Linked DNA regions of Bombyx mori: region 2 is linked to region 1. Evidence: chromatin contacts called from public Hi-C data. All regions are on one chromosome and are shown on one strand. Each heading gives the region's core, a stretch centred on a gene start, on an enhancer-like site or on the middle of the called end of the contact. The rest is flanking DNA. Distances are from core to core; before and after follow the strand shown. Region 1 overlaps LOC101745779 (dorsal-ventral patterning protein Sog). Region 2 holds the start of LOC101745779 (dorsal-ventral patterning protein Sog).

Region 1 (4,141 bases), core at 778-3,277:
ACATTATGAATCGGTAATAAATCATAGTTTACGATACAACTGTATCGCTTTCATCTCGCAATAGTCTGCCAACATTTCTACGAGTGATTTTTTCTTTAACTATGACTAACGTACAAGCTCCCGACCCACCTGGAATTAAACAACGAACAAATACATAGAAAAAAATACAAATAACAAAAAAAAAAAACAATTACTATTACAAATGGCTCTTCAACCTAAGAAACCGAAAGCGCATGATTGTTTTGTCACATTACTAAATAATTAACTTTTTATTTTATTTTAATAATGTTATTGTAGAAAAAACAATAAGTCAACGTTTTACTGGTGGTAGGACCTCTTATGAGTCCGCGCGGGTAGGTACCACCACCCTGCCTATTTCTGCCGTGAAGCAGTAATGCGTTTCGGTTTGAAGGGTAAGGCAGCCGTTGTAACTATACTTTAGACCTTAGAACTTATATCTCAAGGTGAGTGGCGCATTTACGTTCTAGATGTCTATGGGCTCCAGTAGCCACTTAACACCAGGTGGGCTGTAGCTCGTCCACCCAACAAAGCAATAAAAAAAAACGTAACTTTTCAGACAGATGCTACTACTACTTAAGATTCTCCTTTCAAAAGTGGCTCCCATCAACGGCGAACGCGGTATACGTGTTCCCAAGCACGTTGCAAATGCGTTGCTTATTTCAATATGTATCATAATTTACTTAATAAGTTAATCTAATCTAACCGAAAGTGCGTTAACACGGAGTCCTGGTTGGTACTCGAGAAATAAACGTATTCAACATATTTTGAAGTGAGTAAATGTTATAAATCGCGTTATCAGATGATCGGTAGCGGACGACATACTAACAAGATAAACAAGCGCATAGTAACTACAGTAAACGTGACGAGAAGAGCTGTTTACGAGTCTAGCGAGTTTATCCGAAAGCAGATTGTAATCTGGCACGCTCCGACGCCACCGCTCATAATTCACTCCGTAAATTCATAAGCTACCCGAGACAGCCCTAAATTTATTTGCAAATGGCGCCAACGTGGCGATGAATGGTTCTAGGATATTTGCGAGCACAACAAAGAACTAGAATTGAAAGATGATTCGACCGGAGAACGTTATTCAGGGTTGAAAATAAATATATAACACAATCTAGACAATTAATTAATTAAATTGCAGTATCTATGCTAATATATAAATCCACAGTGGTTTTTACGGATGTTCCGTTATAACTACTGAACTGTGTATCTGATTGACTTGAAAATTGATATCCATGTAGAAAATACATGTACTTAATGGATAGGCTAATATTTATGAGTGTTGGACTCCCTACACCAGTTGCGGGGGCGTTAATGATGAGAATATTTGTGGGGGTGAGAAATAATAATGTTAATTTTAAAGGCCCAGCGAAGGGGTTAAGCGAAGCTAGTATTATCATATTTCCGAGTCCCATTGGTATTATATGATTAATCGATAATACGTCACAAATGTTCTATTCTGCTACTCCCGAGGTGGATTTGGTCCAAAATATCGTACCTGAGTTCAACGCTTCTTCGCAAACGCGGGATTGAAAAGCCTGGGAATAGGAATTAGTGGGAGTAATAAAAATATTAGAAGTTAAATACTATTTACTTTAGGTGAATGATATGAATATAATTACAGTAGCTGGAGGTGGATCTGATTTTAACCGCATGGACCATATTTATGTAAGATCTTCTAACAATTCAAAAGTGCCAAGGCTCACTTAGAATGCATAAAAAAATGTAAGTATGAATGTATAGTCAATTATCTCTTAATGCTATTTTGGGCTTTATAATAAGATCATAATTTCTGCAAATCTTATACAAAGTAGAATGCTAAATTCCCTACGTAAAGTGTGACCTATTTCTAAACGAATATACCGTTGTAACAGTCATCAGTTTGATTCACTTATCAAGATAATATCTATAAAGAAGAATGGGACAACCCTGACAACAGCGCGCATTGCGCATCGGGACACCTTTGACTCCGCTGGGCTTGGCTCACACGTCGTAGATGCAGTGTACATGAATATTTATGCGGACGCATACCGCACTCGCGCGGTACTGACTGAGATTCTGCGGACAAACGGCGTATCACCGGCACCGCTCATTAATGTCGTTTACTGTAAACTTTAAAGTTTTGAAAGTCACCTCGAGAGACGTGACCTGACTAGGACCGTGATCGATTCATTCCAAGTCTAGTCGCGGCCGGTCTTTAGGCCTCTCAGACGCGTCGAGTTTTCCAATCGAATGATGTAACTAGGCGCCAGAGTGACGACGTTTACTATAAACGAACGTACCTAATGAAGGCAGAAACTGCGTAAACATACAGTATTAATAGTCCGCAAAAGTCAGATCAAACTCATTGCTCAAAACTAGAACTCGTTTATATTGGTTGCTTAATATAAAATATTGTCGTTTTTAAAATGAATGGATTTAAATTCATCGTCACTCCTTAATCACGAAATCCTTGGCTGTCTAAATATTCATAGAAATCATAGTGGCACTAGTTATAATCAAAACACTAAGCCGCTCAGTTTGATAAAAAAAAATAGTCGAGAAGAAAGAGATAAAGTTAGAAATAGTTCAGAAGGAATACTTGGCGTTCTAGCCAAGAAAGTAGAGCTATAAAATTACGACCAACTTCAAAGACTTGGTTTCTGAAATTATTTGAAATAAACAAACTGGCATTTTACATAACTTCAATTTATATGTAAAAAAAATATCAAAATTGTCACCGGGGTAAGAAAGAAGACATTGGTGAGTGATTCGCCATTTATCAGGAACAAGCATTGTTCGGAAACCATGATGTGCCGAAACAGTAGTATTTCAATTATCAAATCAGTCGAATAACTCTCAATACTAGTAATTTTTTTTTTTTTTTTTTTTTATTGCCTTGTAGGCAGACGAGCATACGGCCCACCTGATGGTGAGTGGTTACCGTCGCCCATGGACTTCAGCAATGCTAGGGGCAGAGCCAAGCCGCTGCCTACCGATTAATACTCTCCACAAGTCTCGTTTGAAGAAGGACATGTCATAGCGCTCGGGAAACACCGTGGAGGGGAGCTCATTCCATAGCCGGATGGTACGTGGCAAAAAAGACCTCTGGAAACGCACTGTGGATGACCGCAGTGGCTCCAGGTAGTATGGATGAACTCTACTCCGGTGGCGGGCGGTGCGATGGTAAAAACGAGATGCCGGTATCATCTCGAACAATTCCTCAGAGCACTCCCCGTGGAACATACGGTACAAAATACAGAGGGAACCGAAGTCCCTCCGCAGACCCAGAGGTTCCAAACGATCCGTGAGACCGGGATTATCGACAATCCGAACGGCCCTCCTCTGTATGGAGTCAAATGGAAGAAGCTGGTATTTGGGAGCCCCGGCCCAGAGATGGGAGCAGTACTCCACGCGAGGCCGGACTTGTGCTTTATAAAGCAAAAGCCTTTGTCCAGGCGTGAAGTACCGCTTCGCTCTATTGAGGACTCCCAGCATTTTGGACGCCAACTTGGCTTTGCCTTCCAAATGACTCCGAAACTGGACATCGCTCGAAATGTCGACCCCAAGTATCCCAATACTCTCGTAATTAAGTAATTGCGTTCGTCCTTGTTAACATCGGCACGTTTCACAATGCAAGTGACCCACTACTGTATTTTAGAGAGCGTTTATGAAAGGATTAGATAAAGGCACCTATTCTATTTCACTTGTCAATTTTGATTTTCATTCGTCGTTAAACATCAATAAATTTGACGCCTAAGTCTAACTACGCTTATGCTGTACTTTTAAAAAAGTTTGCTTATAATTTAACACTGCATTTTCTATTTTTACTCAATGCTATGTCGTGAAAATAGATCCAGGTACCTTGACCTCGACTATGTTGAAAAATGTATGTAGATTTCTGACGCGCATCCGACTCGAAACGCACGTATTTAGTTCAAAACAAAATATTACGACGCGTCTACTGAAGCAATACTATATTTACTAGAGGTCCCGCAGTAGTCGAAATACGACTATAATTAATTGGAATTGTAAGTTTTTACACTATTATGATTGTATTTTATACTTCTATAATCACAAATTTCGCCAACATTACACTATAAAAAATATTAATAAAGACAATTTGACCACAGACGTC
Region 2 (3,720 bases), core at 490-2,989, 91 kb after region 1:
TATATACACTGTTTGTTGCGTTATAGTAATTAAGCGTGGACTATATTTTTTATAAGAAATATTTATTGAACCTTTATATTACAAATTAACGACTTAATATAAGAAAACTATAAAATTGATGAGTTGCTCTTGGTGGCTGAATTTGAAAGAGGATTTGGTGTCATGGCGGACGTCGCTCGCTGACATTTTTACGTTCAGAAACTGAACACTGTTAATAATTTAAAATAGTGTTTAAAATCAGACTTTCATCACGTCTACCATAGACAATACTGTATAGAAGAGCACAGAGTTTATCTATAAAATACATTACAATTGACTTATTCGGTGGTACAGTTAGCGCTATTGATTACTGGACAGTGTTGTTAATTCGATTCCCACATCGGGCAAACATTCATAATATGATGAATAATTTTGTTTGCTCTCGGTCTGGGTGTTCAATATGTATATGTGAATTTATTTAAACGTGTATAACTATATATATCTGTCTCTGGTATCTATAGTACAGGGAACCCTAGTTTGGGTACAGATGACCGGTATCCTGACTGGACATCGACTATTATATAATTAGTGAAATAGTGACATCTCTAAGCATCCGATATCACTCAACATCAGATTAACCATGAGCTTTATCATAAAAGTCAACAAAAAAAATTTATAAATTAATAGCTATAATATCTGCTTTTATTCATTTAGTCAGAGTATACTTTATTACACACCTAAACAAAAACATTGAATATCAACACAAGAATAAACATAAAACGTACTTCCAGATTGTATTTTTTTATTCTTAAATATTTTCACAGCCACTGCCCACTGATCTCCTGTCACTACAACAGAATCTGATAATAATCTATCGAACTTATACATGATCTCGAAAGTCTTTGCCCGATAACGATTAGATATTTCTTCCTACTAAAATAGATTCCCTCGACGAAGCTCTACATTTGTTGATATTGCCATAATGAGTGTGACTTTGTTTTTATTTCCTATCATTCCCGTAACAAACAGTTTTAGAGCGTCAAATAAGAAATACTTAAAACGATTTTTGCAAATTCAACGACAACATTTACTACACCTCGTAAATGTACAGGTTGATGTAATTGATCCAGTCGCTCTAGACCGGTGCATAAATTTCAGAATGCAATTATTTACATACATAAACACACGTGCGCGTCTTTACGCGCATGCCGTTCTATGCGAAGCGTAATTAATGCCGCCTGTTTGAATGTGCACTGTTGTAGATTAGTAGCAGTACATCGATGTATACATAAATGCCTCGGGAGCATTGGATGATTATCTTTGGCAGCGTTAGAGATGCACTCACCGGCGGTTCGAGCGGTACGACGGGCGGGCTCGTCTTCGCGCAGGTAAGGCGCATGACGGCGTGCTGCAGCCGGGGCCAGAGCCGCTAACGTGAGCACCAACAGCGCCGGCAGCATGGCGCCGCTCTCACACTAGTATCTCACCGGGATCTGATCGTTTCCCGGCCACGAGCTCACTATTTTGGACGCGCGCAGTTCGTACAACAAGCGATGCAACGAGCGCGAGTTCGCGATTGTGGCGCACACTGGCAGGCGTCGTTATAGCGCGACGGCTGAACCGGACTGAGTCGGACGACGCGCGATTTCCCGGCTCTTGCGGCGAGGGGACCGGCGCGCCCCTCGTGGAAATCGCAACGCGCGATACGCCTGGGGAAAATGCAGCGTCGCTATCCGCCCGCCCCACCCGCCGCCTCCCGCACACCTAACATCAAAATATGTGCATTATTACCATCGCAACTCGTGAAACAAATTTAAATATCTCCGTATGCTTAATAATAATTATTGAACCATCGAGTTTTTATTGAAAAGTTTTTTTGAGGTGTTTTAACTGAGGATTACAATAAACTACAACTTTTGAGTCAATCAAGCATAATTTTTTTGCATACTGCAACTGTTTTGTGATATACGTTTTCGGATCTGCGAGATTTAAAATGTTTGTAACTTAAACTGTGAATATTAAAAAGAAACACTGAAGCACAGTTCAGGTTTTCAGCTCTACCTGTAAGAACTTTTGTGCGCTTAAACAGGTTTTCCACTGTATCACAAAGTTAATTTTCACTACCGTGGATGTGCGACCAAACTTACAGCCAATCTGATGTTAAGTGGCTACCGACCGTAGACATCATAAAAGTAATGTCCGGCTCATCTTGAGACCTGGGTGCTTAGTGCGAGTTTTTTAACGTTCTCGATAGCGTAAAAGTTAGCTCATATTTGTATCGAATGGGATCGTTTGCGTACGTTTGCCGCTAGAGGCGCTGTTCCAACTGCATACAAAATTGGGTTAACTTTTACGCTATCGAGGACGTTAAGAAACTCGCACTAAGGACACTGTTGTCGAAGTTTTTAATGTACTGCAAGACAACTGCTTCAAGGTAATCGCCACATGACCCCTACCATCAGTAATTATGTTTCTTTTTGGCGATTTTTATTTTTATAACACGATGATTTCCTGCGTAGCGGTCGTTTGTGGAAATCTATTATATTTATAAGTACTCTCAGGGAGTTTTGAACTTATCTAACGCATTTTACGATCGCATTACTCGATTGCGCAGGGCGTTTTTCCCATTACAAAATCTCTCCAAAACAGTATTTTTACAAACTATGTACTTCCAAAATAACTGACGTTTTTGACTAACTACATTAAAATAAATGATCCCATCTGACACTCACTGATTTTATGCACTAGTTTGTTTGATATTTAGCTTGATACGCGGCTCAGTTGGCAGAGATATATTTAGGGATAGTCAGGGGTAGTTTCTGTTGAAATAATGGACTATCCTAAATAAAATTCAAACTTCATAAATATTTAAGGACTGTTCGTGGATCTCTAAATATTTTAAAATGGTTTTTTTTTTATTGCTTATATGGGTGGACGAGCTCACAGCCCACCTGATGTTAAGTGGTTACTGGAGCCCATAGACATTTACAACGCAAATGCGCCACCCACCTTGAGATATAAGTTCTAAGGTCTCAGTATAGTTACAACGGCTGCCCCACCCTTCAAGCCGAAACGCATTACTGCTTCACGGCAGAAATAGGCGGGGTGGTGATACCTACCCGTGCGGACTCACATGAGGTCCTACCACCAGTAAAATGGTTATATATACCTACATTTTTGTACATTTAAATAACGCGTCATGAAACTCTAAAAGCAAGGTCAAATAGACTGTCTGGTGGTGTACAGAAATCATGAAATCACCACCTGTTTATACTCATTTTCAAAACAACGTAAATGCGTCAGAAAAGCGCGTAAACTCGTCTGAATGTGTTCAGCGTGTCTATCTTGGGCGTTTAAGAACCATTTACAAAGTTGCAGTGATCGGTGATTTTACGATAAAAGTTTGAATTTGTGAACGTGATAAAATTCGTTGCAACCGAGGCGCGTTGCAACGTTATTGCTGTTGAAAATAGTATCTCAATAATAACTTATACCGCGTGGGATGAAATATAAACTGAAATATGTTTATGACTTTACAGCACGATTTGAAATATCTAAGTGTTATGCGTTTTCATCGATATAAATGCACTACTCCAATTATTATACTATGTACATCTTTATTTGTATTGCGATTTTGTCACAGTCGATTTTATGTTGATGAAAAGTGGAGAGATCTCGGGCCACTACAAAGTTGTTATCGAAGCCCATGGTCATCACAACTTCAATGCCGACCCATTGAGA

The links. A called contact is a pair of places that touch in the nucleus more often than the background predicts.
Region 2: a Hi-C map of whole pupa shows a contact between it and region 1, with 2.6 times the contacts expected there. The contact joins the promoter of LOC101745779 here to the enhancer-like site in region 1. A contact is called at or near these places in 3 of 7 Hi-C or Micro-C datasets (all in whole pupa).

What each region holds. Positions count from the first base shown.
Region 1 is chr8:9,221,989-9,226,129 of ASM3026992v2, forward strand. All of the region lies in intron 3 of LOC101745779 (dorsal-ventral patterning protein Sog), which reads right to left. Among protein-coding and RNA genes, the nearest start is that of LOC101737836, 39 kb to the left of the region's middle. Within about 2 kb of position 2,028, at least 6 of the 8 cell types and tissues checked have open chromatin away from gene starts, as enhancers often do.
Region 2 is chr8:9,313,350-9,317,069 of ASM3026992v2, forward strand. LOC101745779 (dorsal-ventral patterning protein Sog) reads right to left here and starts at 1,740. Exons shown (of 16, transcript XM_012695533.4): 1 at 1,325-1,740. The coding sequence starts at 1,439.